2 separate regions of the Mus musculus genome follow, and region 1 is linked to region 2. Evidence: chromatin contacts called from public HiCAR-type data. All regions are on one chromosome and are shown on one strand. Each heading gives the region's core, a stretch centred on a gene start, on an enhancer-like site or on the middle of the called end of the contact. The rest is flanking DNA. Distances are from core to core; before and after follow the strand shown. Region 1 holds the start of Ppifos (peptidylprolyl isomerase F, opposite strand). Region 2 holds the start of 4931403M11Rik (a long non-coding RNA gene).

Region 1 (5,671 bases), core at 374-2,873, 1.1 Mb after region 2:
TCTCCAAAGAACAGTTTGCACCCACTTCTATTGAGTCTGAGGAAGGCCACTCAGGCATGGTCCTCCCAGACCAGGCTGCTCTCCACTGTCCATCCTGCCTCAGATCCCGTTTCTGGGCATCAGTATGGCCATCGGGCCATGTACCCTCAGCCGATGTCCCCGTGATTGCCATGTGCGTGTGCCTTGGACATTGGCAATGCTGACCAGTTAGTCAGGGAAGGCTCCTGACTCTTTTCCTTGATCAGTGGGGATAGCAGTTGCTATTTAATGTTGTCTTCCTCCTTGCAATAATTTAACATAGAATTCAAGATCTCATCGAAACAAAGCTGTGACACTCATGGCACTGTCCGTGTGTGACCTGTGTTGCTGTGACACTCACGGCACTGTCCATGTGTGACCTGAGTTGGCACAAGCCACAGACACCCCCAACCCCCCCACCTCCCAGCCTGGCTTCTGAGACATCACTCAGGGCTCTTGTGAAAGTCCCAGCGTCAATGCCTTCCCTCCTGGTCACTGTGAATCCTGCTGGCTGCTGCTGTGATTTTTGAAAGCCTGTGAAATAGAAGCAGCAGGACCTGGGAACAGACCTGTGAGCCCGGTCTTTCTGCTCAATGTGAATTCCCGTGGTGAAAACTTACAGACACTGCCTGACCTCATGCTGTTCTCAAGAGGGAAGTGTCTTCTGGCAGGCTTTGCTTTTTCTGTATGTTGAATAAATCCAATCTATCAATAATATATATGTAAAAGATTTCTGGGACAGTCCTGTGTGTTCATCTCAAATGTGATAAATAAATCCTATTTTCTATAAAATGGCTGTCTCTGGTTTTGGAATGAAATTTACATCTTTGGGGCTCATTTGTTTTTGTGACAGGGTCTTGCTGTGTGGTCCAGGGTCTTGCTGTATAGCCTTTGGCTAGCTTCAAACACTCTTGACCTTCCTCAATGCTGTTGGGATTACAGGCATGGAACATTGACTCCAGCTGGGGCCAGTCTTGGAGTTACTATGTGTTAGGTTCTATGCTTTGAACTGTTTTTTGTTTGTTTTGTTGTTTTATGATGCTAGGGCCTTTGTGCACACAAGCCACGTCCTCAGCCTTATTGTAAGGAAATCCGTGTAGAACATTCTGTGTCCTAACCCCAAGTACTAGCTCAGAAGCCACTGAGAACATCCTTGCTACCATCTGTCCTGTAGGATGGTCCAGACAGTCCCCACCGTGAGCACTACCTCTAGGTGAAGTCCCAGCTATGCTTAGTGATTGAGCTTCAGTTTCTCTCAGCTACATAATGTGTACATGACATCTAGGTCTGGAATTGGGTGTGACCCATGTGAGGTGCATGGTCTTGGGCCAGATGTATCATCACAGCAATCTCTGGGTAGTGACTTACAAGAGGGTGACATTTCCCGTGTGTCAGAGATCCTTAGGAAAGGGGGCTGAGATCACCAAAGGTTAGAGGTGGGTTTCCCTTTTCTCATGCTGGGTCACTGAAATGTGGAATTCTTCATTGCTGAATTCTCAGGGAAGACAGGACTGGGGCAAGCACATGACTAAGAGTTTCCTTAGGTGGGTAGGGACATAGCATAGCTCATGGAGAAGGGATGTGGGCTCTGGCTGCGGTGAGTATTGCATTCATGCCATATAGAATTCCTGAATCAGGTGATGTCAGGTTAGAGGTAGGCGTGGTCATTCTGACATCATAGAGGTTATGCTGAGTCTTCAGAGTCTTGGAGTTTCCATGAAGTCAGAGCTCAGCTCCTTGGGTTGAGAGTTTGGTTGGAGTAGTAGTTAAAGCCATTTTGGGAGCAGCCAGCATCCTCAGAACAGCTGGCTGTGATGGTGTGGACCCTGAGCAGGCATTCTGTGCCTGTGTCCACGAGCCTCTGCAGTCCTTTATACAGTGGGGCTGCCGAGGGACTTCATTTGAGACGCAGATCTCGCCTACTAATAACTGATAATGTCTCATGCAGCACAACAGCTTACAGGTGAGAAGATGAGGCTACAGGCTGGCTTGTGATTAATCTAGACAATATGTCAAGCAGTTGGCAAAGGACAGACCTCTTGAGCTCTTGGTGGTACAGAAAGTACACACGGGCTTCTTAGGATCATTACCTAAAATCTTGAGGTCACACAGGTACTTTACCACTGACCTGTGACCCCAAACCCTCCCCTTTTTGTTTAGTTGTAGGCTAGGTCTACATTGTCCACGGTGGCCTTGAAGTTACTCTATGGCCCAGGCCAACTTAAAACTTGTGACTCTTTTTGCCTTGGTCCTTTGAATAGCTTTGATTATAGGCTTATCCCCAGCCACTTTAAAAGTATTTTAGGAACATTATTTATTTACTCACTTTAAAATTTGTGTATTTCTGGTACAGGTCAAAGATGTGTTGTTGTTGTTTTTGGAGTTGCCTGCTGACCTGGGGTACTCCAGGCACCCAGGACAAGTCAAAGGGAAAGCCATCCCTCCTTGAGCTGTGACCTGCCTCCTGTCAATTTCAGAGGGGTCCAGAGTTAGAAGTGGGAGGGCTTGTGTTTCCTGAGGATGTGTGTGTTCTGTCTCCATCCAGTGGAATCTAGGGGTACAGCAAGCATGTAAGAATTTTTCTGAAAACCACTCCCTAAAGGCAGAGGCAAGGTCATCCTCTGCAGCTCTCAGAGGCCCAAGCCAGGTTTTGGGGTTTTGTTTGTTTGTTTGTTTGTTTGTTTGCTTTGTTTTTTCCAGACAGGGTTTCTCTGTATAGCCCTGGCTGTCCTGGAGCTCACTTTGTAGACCAGGCTGGTTTTTATGTGAAGCATCTTTTAAAGTAACACAGGAAATCCTGGCTTGTTGCTTGCCAGTAAGTCCTCAGTACCTAATGTGTGCATACATACATCGGTAGCCCTCAGTACCTAATGTGTGCATACATACATCGGTAGCCCTCAGTACCTAATGTGTGCATACATACATCGGTAGCCCTCAGTACCTAATGTGTGCATACATACATTGGTAGCCCTCAGTACCTAATGTGTGCATACATACATCGGTAGCCCTCAGTACCTAACGTGTGCACCAAGTGTTGAACCTGTATATGCTTTCTAGATGGCATAAGATGTGATACCTTATGCTTTCAAAAACCAAAACATCAAATTTCTGAGATGCTTGGTAGCTTTTCAGAATGATTTCACTGAGATAAAAATTTACATATAGTAAAATTCACACATTTTAATTGCACCATCAATAAAATTTTGAAAACCACATCCACTGATTAATGAGCATCAGTGAAGACACAAAACCTCGCCAGTGTTTCAGAACCTTCCCTACACGTCTTTCTAGGCAGCCACTAGGTTCTAGTACCACACGATGACTTTTGCCTTTCCTAGGACTTCATGTGGAAATGAGATTGGAAACTTTTTTTTTTTGGCCCTGGCATCTCTAGCATAGTGTGTGTGAGACTCTTAACATTTCTCAACCTGTGGAGCCCAGCTACCCTTTCACATGGAGGTCACATATCAGATATTTCCATCAGGATTCACTACAGTAGCAAAATTACAGTTAGAAATATCTTTATTGTTGGGCGAGGGGGCGGGCACCACAGTATGAGGAACTGTATTAAAGGGTCACAGCGTTAGGAAGGCTGAGAACCACATCTGGGTTCTGCAAGATTTCGCTTCACGAAAAGCAATTCTGCAGATGTTTCATAGGTGCACTAAAGCCTAAAGCCTGGGACTCGCAGGATCCCGGGAGCGCATACAGAGCCTGAGCTGCTTGCTTGAGGCTGGATCTCACTCTGCTGCCTGAGCTGGTTTTAACTCCTGCACTGAAGAGACCGATTAGCTTCAGCTTCTCAAATAGCTGGATTGCTGGGTGCATGCTGAAGGACACAATAAAAAGCACTTCGCTCTTGAGTCATTTATTTAGTGTGCATGTGCATGTGCGTGTGCGTGTGCGTGTGCGTGTGTGTGTGTGTGTGTGTGTGTGTGTGTGTCTTGTACTGGGGACCAAACTCAAGGCCTTAGATAAGCATTCTATCACTGAACTATAACATAGCCCAGCTGGAGCCTACTGAGTACAAAACCAACTGTGTTTTAATTCAGGAATGCTAGGCTGGTTTAACATCAGAAAGATCAATGAATATAACAGTGTAACTTCATGTACACACACTATTAGGATAAGACCCCAAAGTTACAGGGCTTTGAAGGGGACAGAAGAAACATTTACAAAACACAGAGGCATAGTATCAAGTTGCCCTCTAAATACTTATCCTTACACCCATGGGCAAGGGCGAGCCTCAGCCCTCATCAGCGAAGCCTCTTTGCGCAGTCATAAAGGATGTCAGTTAATTGAGACTCACAACTGGCCAGAGTACAGAGAACAGATGGCGCTGGACTGTGCGTCCTTAAATGGTGCATCTGTATTTCACTGTCTCCCCACTAGGCTCAAGGAACATGTGGAAGATGAAACAGAAGGATTAGAGGGGCCAGAGGTGTGTGTATTGGAATATGGTGTCTTTTTGAGATAAAAATGGTGAGGTGAGGGCTGGCGAGGGGGCTCTACAGGTAAAGCCTTGCCACCAAGCCTGATGACTTAACTCTGGTCCATAAGACCTATGTGATGGGGGCTGGTGAGATGGCTCAGTGGGTAAGAGCACCCAACTGCTCTTCTGAAGGTCCGAAGTTCAAATCCCAGCAACTACATGGTGGCTCACAACCATCCGTAATGAGATCTGACTCCCTCTTCTGGAGTGTCTGAAGACAACTACAGTGTACTTACATATAATAAAAATAAATAAATCTTTAAAAAAAAAAGACCTATGTGATGGAAGAACTGACTCCAGCAGTCGTCTTTGACCTTCAGGCATGTGTTGTATGACATCTGTGTGCTTATAACACACATACACAACAGATAAATGTTTTTAAAGAGATATAACTGGCCATTAAGCACCTGAGGAGACACTGCAAATCATTAGTCATCAGAGAAATGCAGATGAAGACTACCACGGGCTACTTCACACCCGCTGGGATGTGTAATATAAAAAGTCAGATAGTACCAAGTGTTTGTAAGGATGTGGACGCAGTTCCTCGGATGGTTAGACAGAGTCACCATTTACCCAAGGGGAATGAAAACATGTATGCATACAAAAAGTTGTATGGCGCCGGGCGTTGGTGGCACATGCCTTTAATCCCAGCACTCAGGAGGCAGAGGCAGGCGAATTTCTGAGTTCGAGGCCAGCCTGGTCTACAGAGTGAGTTCCAGGACAGCCAGGGCTACACAGAGAAATCCTGTCTCGAAAAACCAAAAAAAAAAAAAAAAGTTGTATGGCTGTTTAAGCATGTTACTAATTCTGAGTAAAAGTTCAGGACAAAAATGTCCTACAGTTCAGCTGTACCACTTAGGAAAGATTGTCATAGCTGGGCTTATTGACACCCCATTATAGGAGGAGGGGGCAGAGGAGACATGGGACCTTTTTCTGACTATCCAGCTGCTTTCCCTATCCAGCTGGTTGTGTGCAGCTCTACTCTAATTGTACATGGCTTTGGGTCTCAGGAAAGAACTGGGGTATAGGCTGTCGAGGACTAGAAGGGGACCTCCATCTCTGAAGCCACAGGAAAACCATCAGTGTTGACAAAGACCTTTCAGTGTGGCTGCTTTGGGTCACCCTGGCTCCTGTCCATAATTTCTCTGCCGTAGAAATGGG
Region 2 (6,189 bases), core at 655-3,154:
AGCCTGTAGTGTGTGATTTCACATAGCCTGTGAATGCTCATTCTGAAACTCAGTTCCAGAATCCTTCCTGCAATGAGCATCCCATCAGCTGCCTACAGGACAGAAACCAAAGTCTTTGTCTTCCCCAACCCCACCGTGGTCCTAATTGACCTTCATCTTCTTATTTCCATCACCGCTCTATGGTCCCAGTGTTTCAGCAGCTGGAACTGATATGTTCGAGACAACTGCCCCAGCAGATCATGCCAGTCCACTGGATTAGTCCAGATTCCATTTCTTTCTCACTTCCTAATTCCACATCTATGTTTGAAAAAACAGATAGCTTCTTGTTTTCTTCTCCATAGCAATATGGTCCCTGTTGAGAGAGAGGTTTGGATTTGAGGATGAACAAGGAGCTGGCCTCCTGCCTACTGTATTGATGCCGTCTGAGGAAGAGATACTTCTGACAGCTGCGTGGGCCTATAAGATAGCTTTCCCACATTAGCACCAGAGAGGCTTAAATGCAGCCTTAGGATGACTGCTGTCTGGGTGTTATTGTAAGAATGGGTGGGAAACATTGTCTTCTCTTGCATTCTTCACAGAGTTCCTTGCACCTAATATTTCACCCCAGTGTCAGCAAATATTAGTTGTTCAGTACTTATGATAATCAGCTTATGTCTTCCGAGAGTGCTATGAACATGGACAATGATTTTAAGCTAGGCTCATAGAATGATATAGCCAGTGTGTGAGTCTGTGGAATCTATGCCTGCCTGAAGTTCCCCAGTCTCTTTTCCATCCCTGGCAGGCTTCACTAGGAAGGCCGGACGTGGAGGCTGAGAATCTGTTTGGACAAATAGGAATTCAGACAAGCAGCATTTCATTGGCTCCTTCAGTCTTTGCAAAATGGGGATCTAAAGCTCTGGAATCATGTGTGTGTGTGTGTTTGGGGGGTGGTGACTACAGTGGGCTCTGGAGGAGCCCACCCTTAACCCGTGGGAATCGGGGCAGTGTGGTGCTAGCCAGATGCTAGCTAGCCGGATAGCTGACAGTAGGGGACCCACTGTGGGTTGCTTCTTCTCTCAAAGAAATCACAGTCAGGTGTCCTTATCCTCTGAGGGTTAGGCCCGATGCCAGGGTTGTGTACATCAGAGTGGAATTGAGGTTCTTGCTTGGGCTTGTGTCAGTTCTGAGCTTAAGATAAAGGTGCTGTCAGATGCAGCCTTCTGGTGAGTTTTATTTGGTCTGCCATTTTAAAACAATGTCTTCACAGGCAAGTTCACATGTCTGCTTTCTTTTAAAAAAAAGAAGTAGGAGGGGAGAGGAAAGGAGGACGACGGAGAGGAGGAGGGGGAGGAGAAGGAGGAGGAGCAGCAGGAGGAGGAAGAACTGGGTTTCTTATTCTTCTGAGATAACAAATGCGGAGCTGGGATCAGCAGGGATGAGGGGGTAGCAGCAATGGATCATGGGACTCACCTGTGTTATCTTCTGTCCTGACCTGTGGCCTGGCCTGAGGTCACAGCCAAGGAAAATATTCTGATACAGTGGAGTACCTTTGTGACTAAGACATGAGACCAGAATGCTGCCACGCAAGCTGTGTGTATTCACGTGAGAGAATGTCAGAACTGGCAAAGCTCCTGTTGGACTTTCTTCCTGACTCTCTTGGAAAGGGAACCTGAAGCTGACGAGAGATGAGCCCAAGGTTCCCTCATGAGTGATGGCACCAGAGACCAAACCTCAGATCTCTTCACCCACAATCAGGAGTCTTTCTGGTTATCAGAGGGTCTTTGTCGCCCCCTCCTTCCTTTCCTAGCTCTCATTCATAGCCATCAGCTCCCTTGCAGACTGGGGAGAGATTGTGATGAGGGCGGCTGAGCAATAAATGGGAGGGGAGAGGCCAGGGGCTGCTCAGGATAAAGGATGAATGCAGGAGCGTTCAAAAGCCACTGGGCACTGAGCGAATTAAGCCATGCCTGTCTCCGTTGCCCGGGTACTCTTTATACATCACATAATGCCATTGTTCAGTCAGAACCCGGGGCCAGAATCCTCAGGCTTTGCAGGTAGCAGCCAGAGCCAGCTCGGCAGCAAGAGAGGGAGTGGGAGAGGATGGGATATTTCAGCTTGAGAGCAGCAGCTGTATAATAGAGCCAGGCTGGGTTGTCTCTGGGCCCCACTGTCCCTTCTCCCACCTCAAAGTAGCAGCATGAATCAGTTCACTGCGGCAATGGTCCAGGCGATGTGACTTGCATTCTTATCAGCTACCTGATTGCGGTCCCTGGATGTGTGAGGCACAGGATGTGCCTGGCATATCAACCATCTTCCTGGTGCTGCAGCTCCTGCTAGTGAAGGCAGAGCAGGGCATCCTTCAAGACCAGCACTGGCCTTTATCTTGTCTGAGTCTCTGGGACAGTCCAAAATCCTAGAAATGCTTTAGATAGGGCCCCAGTCTGTCTCAAAGATGCCCCAACAAGCCCCTGTGTTTCCCAGCAGACAAAGGATGGAAGGGGGATGAATTGCACACAGTCTAGAGGCTGCTGTTACTAATATATTATTCTGACACACAATGAACTGCAAAATTTCCCCCAAAATGAAGAGCTTGGGTCTTTGGAGGGTCTGCATAGATCCGGCAGAGTTCAACCCTGTGCAAACCTTGGCTTTCCTGGAGAGCCGGGGATACCAGGCTCCCCACCATGACCCCAAGGGGATGGCACCTATTGAGAAGATGCATCTCCCCAGCCAGGACCTCATTTAGGGATGGTTGGACAACGGCATGCTTGCTTGGTTGTTGGGGGTGGGGCTTCACAAACCTCCCAACAGAGCACTCTGAACAACAATCCTTCAAAAATGGTGGCGCTTATCCTCTTCTGACAAAGGACTGAGTGGAGCTCTCCCCGGAGGTGGGATGAAGCACACATTGCCTTTTATCTCCCCTTCGCTTTGAGAGGGGAGCCGGCTGGTGCAGAGCGTGGTGGGGAGCCATAGAGAAGGCACTCTGGAATGAAAAGCATAATCTCTCGCTCCCAAACCAGGAGGGGAGGTAGCTTTCATCCCCGTGTGTGCGTGCATGTGTGCGAGGCTCTCCATCCTGGAGGCATCTGAATGGGAGTGAGGGCTTGGAAGGATGCTACACAATGCAGTGCTATATTGCCTCTCCCCGGGAGCCCAGAGCAGGCCAGGGGTACACAGCATCTAACTTTGAAACCAAGCCTCCAATCAGCGATTTAAATAAGAAATATAATCTCATTGAACACCAAGAGCTGTCGCTCGGAGACGCTTCCATTTACAAGGCACTTGAAGAAAGTCCCCAAGCCTCCAGTTTATCAGAACAGCCAGCTTTGGACTATTTCCCTGCAAGAGAGATGCTGGGAGGAGGGGAAGCTGGAGTGGCTGCTAGGAATCCAGGCTGCAGGCAGCTCTGTGTGTGTGTGTGTGTGTGTGTGTGTGTGTGTGTGTGTGTGTGTGTGTGTGTGTGACGTGCTTGCCTTCTCTAGGAAGGATGTGGGTGAGATCTCCAGCCACGTGGTGCTCTGAGAGGTCACTGTGGACTTCCTGGCTCTGGATGGGGGTGGGGTGGGGTGGGGTCTCACAGTTTTGTCTGTCACACTTTGGGGACATTATTCTGAGCAACTGCTACATTTCTTAACATAGCCTTTTGATCTCTCTCTCTCTCTTTCCTTTTTCTTTCCCCCCTTTTTGAGGTCAAATGTCTATAAAGGTTGAGGTCCAAGTTTCCCTGATGAGACCAGGGTGTGTGACAGAGTGGACTGAGCCTCTTCTACCTGGGTTCAGGAGTCTGCCTTGCCTTGTCTGTCTTGGGGGAATTTTGACCACAGCTTTGGAGGGGGTGCGCAAGTTCTCGTGACTATGGGTATGACCTTGGGCCTTAATGGAGCAAGCGGGAGCCAATAGCCACAATAGTCCCGAGGAAGATTCTCTTGCTACTTTAATGTAGGTGTGGAAAGTCATTCACAACCCCAGTTTCCCCATCTGCAAAAGGACAGCCCATGCCAGGCAAGCAGGCTTTCCGCCACACGGGATATTGCTACTGTGGAGAAGGCGTGGCCTTCCTCATCACCCACTGCTCTGGTTATGGCTATTGTTTTTGGTCATCAGCTCTGTCTTACCTTGCCTCACCCTGTTCTGCTCAGTCGTATTTGCTTCAAAATTCAATGTGTTAATGTCTATCCTGTGACAGGTGGGGAATAGGATGTCAGTGTGAGATGGAAGGCTTCTTGGAGGAGATGTCTGGGTCTTGAGTGGGCCAGAATCTGTGAAGAGGAGAGGTGAGAAACAAGTTGAAAAGACTCATAGGAAGACAGAGTAGAGATGAGGCTGGGAGACTAGTCTATAGAGATGGGAGGCAAGGTGCTAGGTTGCCAAAGAAGGGTGCTGGGGGGAAAAGGTGCAGATTTCCTTGGTGGCCTTGTGTCACCAGAGTGTCAATGATCTTTGGAAAAAGAGGCAAGACTGAGACAGGTATATCCTGGAACCACAAAATCCCAGAGGCCTGAGGACAGCACAAGGCAGGGTAGCAGGAAGTCTGGGGCCTCATCCTGCTTCTTTCCCAATCTCCTAGGTAACGCTCAGGGATCTCTTACACACCAGTCACTGTTCTCACTCTTGGGTTGTACTTCATACTACCCATGCCTCAAGCATCTCCGTGTATCCCATTCCACAGATGGAGAAGGTGAGATCAGGTGTGCCAGTAAATGTAGCTAGAATCTTCTACTCAGAGCAAAGCAGGATGAGCACATTTGGCAGGTTCTTGTGTTTTCTCTTATTTTCTTGCCTCAGGAGAGTGAGCCCCCTGCCCCACCTTGGGTGCTCTTGTCTCACTTTGGGGTAGAAATGAAGCCTTGGCTTCATTTAGGATTTTCTCCCTCCCAGACAAGAGCCAAAGTACATCTTGTGTGCCCACATCAGGGGGCATCAAGAGGAGGGTCTCAGCTGGCACCCAGTGTACCACAAAGGCGATGTTCATTGCTGACTTCCATCATAGTTCTGAGAGCTATACCTGTCAAGGTCACCCGTCTACAGCCTGGTTATAGAGCAGAACTCTATCTACAGGGTCCTTCAGCTACAGGAACTAGAGGGGGCCACAGAGGACATTACTTAGCTATATCCACAGTGGTGATAACCATACTCAGCTATATTGACATCACACGTGCTAACCAAATGCTTTATGAACTTCATCTCACAGAACCTCCATAACAGCCATAGACAACTGTCTCTGCGATCGGTAGACATGGAACTTGACACCCAAGGAAGTTTGTCTACTCACCATGGCTTACAGACAATTTGAAGGTGCTAAAACTACACTGAATGCAGACCTCTCCCAGCCTGCTTTCTCTGCTTAGGCTGTGGGCAAATGGCGTAGATCCTTGAGTCGTGAGCAGGAACCTGCAGTGTCTATACATCTTTGGCCTTTGCTCGGAGGACAGTCCTGACCGAAGTTATCTGAGGATCTCAACTCAAGGTGAGCAGCTGGACAGCCCTTCCCAGATGGCAGGACTCCAGGCCTCCCACCTCTTGGTACGTGAGACAGCACAGAATGCTGGGGGCCCTGCCCTCTTTCACCTCACCCAGGCTATCAATCGCTACTTCACTAGGTCTCTCTGTGAATGGTTCTTGAACCTGGAATCCAAGCCTCCTTCCCATGTTCCTGTCCTTCTTCTGGGGGGACCTAGCCTCCTGATGGTGTCTTCTCTTAGGAGACCAGAGACCTTACTAGAGAAGTCTGAGTCTGTTGCTGGCCCCTCTGCAGGCATCTTGGACACATCTCCACAGTTCATACTCCTGGCCTGACTACCGTTTTCACATCATAGTCTTGCCTCACGCTGAGCAGAGCACTATCCTGCTTCCTGCTCCTTATGCAGATTCCTTGGCACTGTGGCTGGAATAGCTTAGTCCTGGGAACCTGACTGGAAGGACAAGGAAATGAAGAAAGGACAGACACGTGTACAGAAAAGCTGGGGTCAGGAGTACCATGCTTGCTCTGATGGAACAGCACCAGCTACACAATACCCTGGACCATCGGTGTGTTTATTATGCATAGCAGGAAGAGCGGTTAACTAGTCTCAGTAGGAGGACTTAGTAGGGGAGCTGTCTCAGCTTGTAGTTATCTGAGAGGAGGAAGCTTGATCATAAATACTCATACTGGAAGCAGAGGAAGGTTTTGTCATACCTCACAGGGATGAAGAGGAAGGCTTGGCTATT

What was found. HiCAR-type assays count read pairs that join an accessible place to other places.
Region 1: a HiCAR-type map of astrocytes shows a contact between it and region 2, with 4 times the contacts expected there. The contact joins the promoter of Ppifos here to the promoter of 4931403M11Rik in region 2. A contact is called at or near these places in 6 of 39 promoter capture datasets (the 3T3-L1 cell line, cranial neural crest, embryonic stem cells and 3 more) and 3 of 115 datasets of contacts at active chromatin or transcription factors (astrocytes, embryonic forebrain and large pre-B cells).

Annotation. Positions count from the first base shown.
Region 1 is chr14:25,699,659-25,705,329 of GRCm38.p6, forward strand. Ppifos (peptidylprolyl isomerase F, opposite strand) reads right to left here and starts at 1,624. Exons shown (of 3, transcript NR_028021.1): 1 at 1,387-1,624. It overlaps Ppif (peptidylprolyl isomerase F (cyclophilin F)), which reads left to right. Exons shown (of 6, transcript NM_134084.1): 6 at 1-810.
Region 2 is chr14:24,615,561-24,621,749 of GRCm38.p6, forward strand. It overlaps 4931403M11Rik (a long non-coding RNA gene), which reads left to right and starts at 1,905. Exons shown (of 3, transcript XR_874411.2): 1 at 1,905-2,033; 2 at 5,174-5,449. It overlaps 4930428N03Rik (a long non-coding RNA gene), which reads left to right and starts at 5,470. Exons shown (of 2, transcript XR_383257.4): 1 at 5,470-6,189.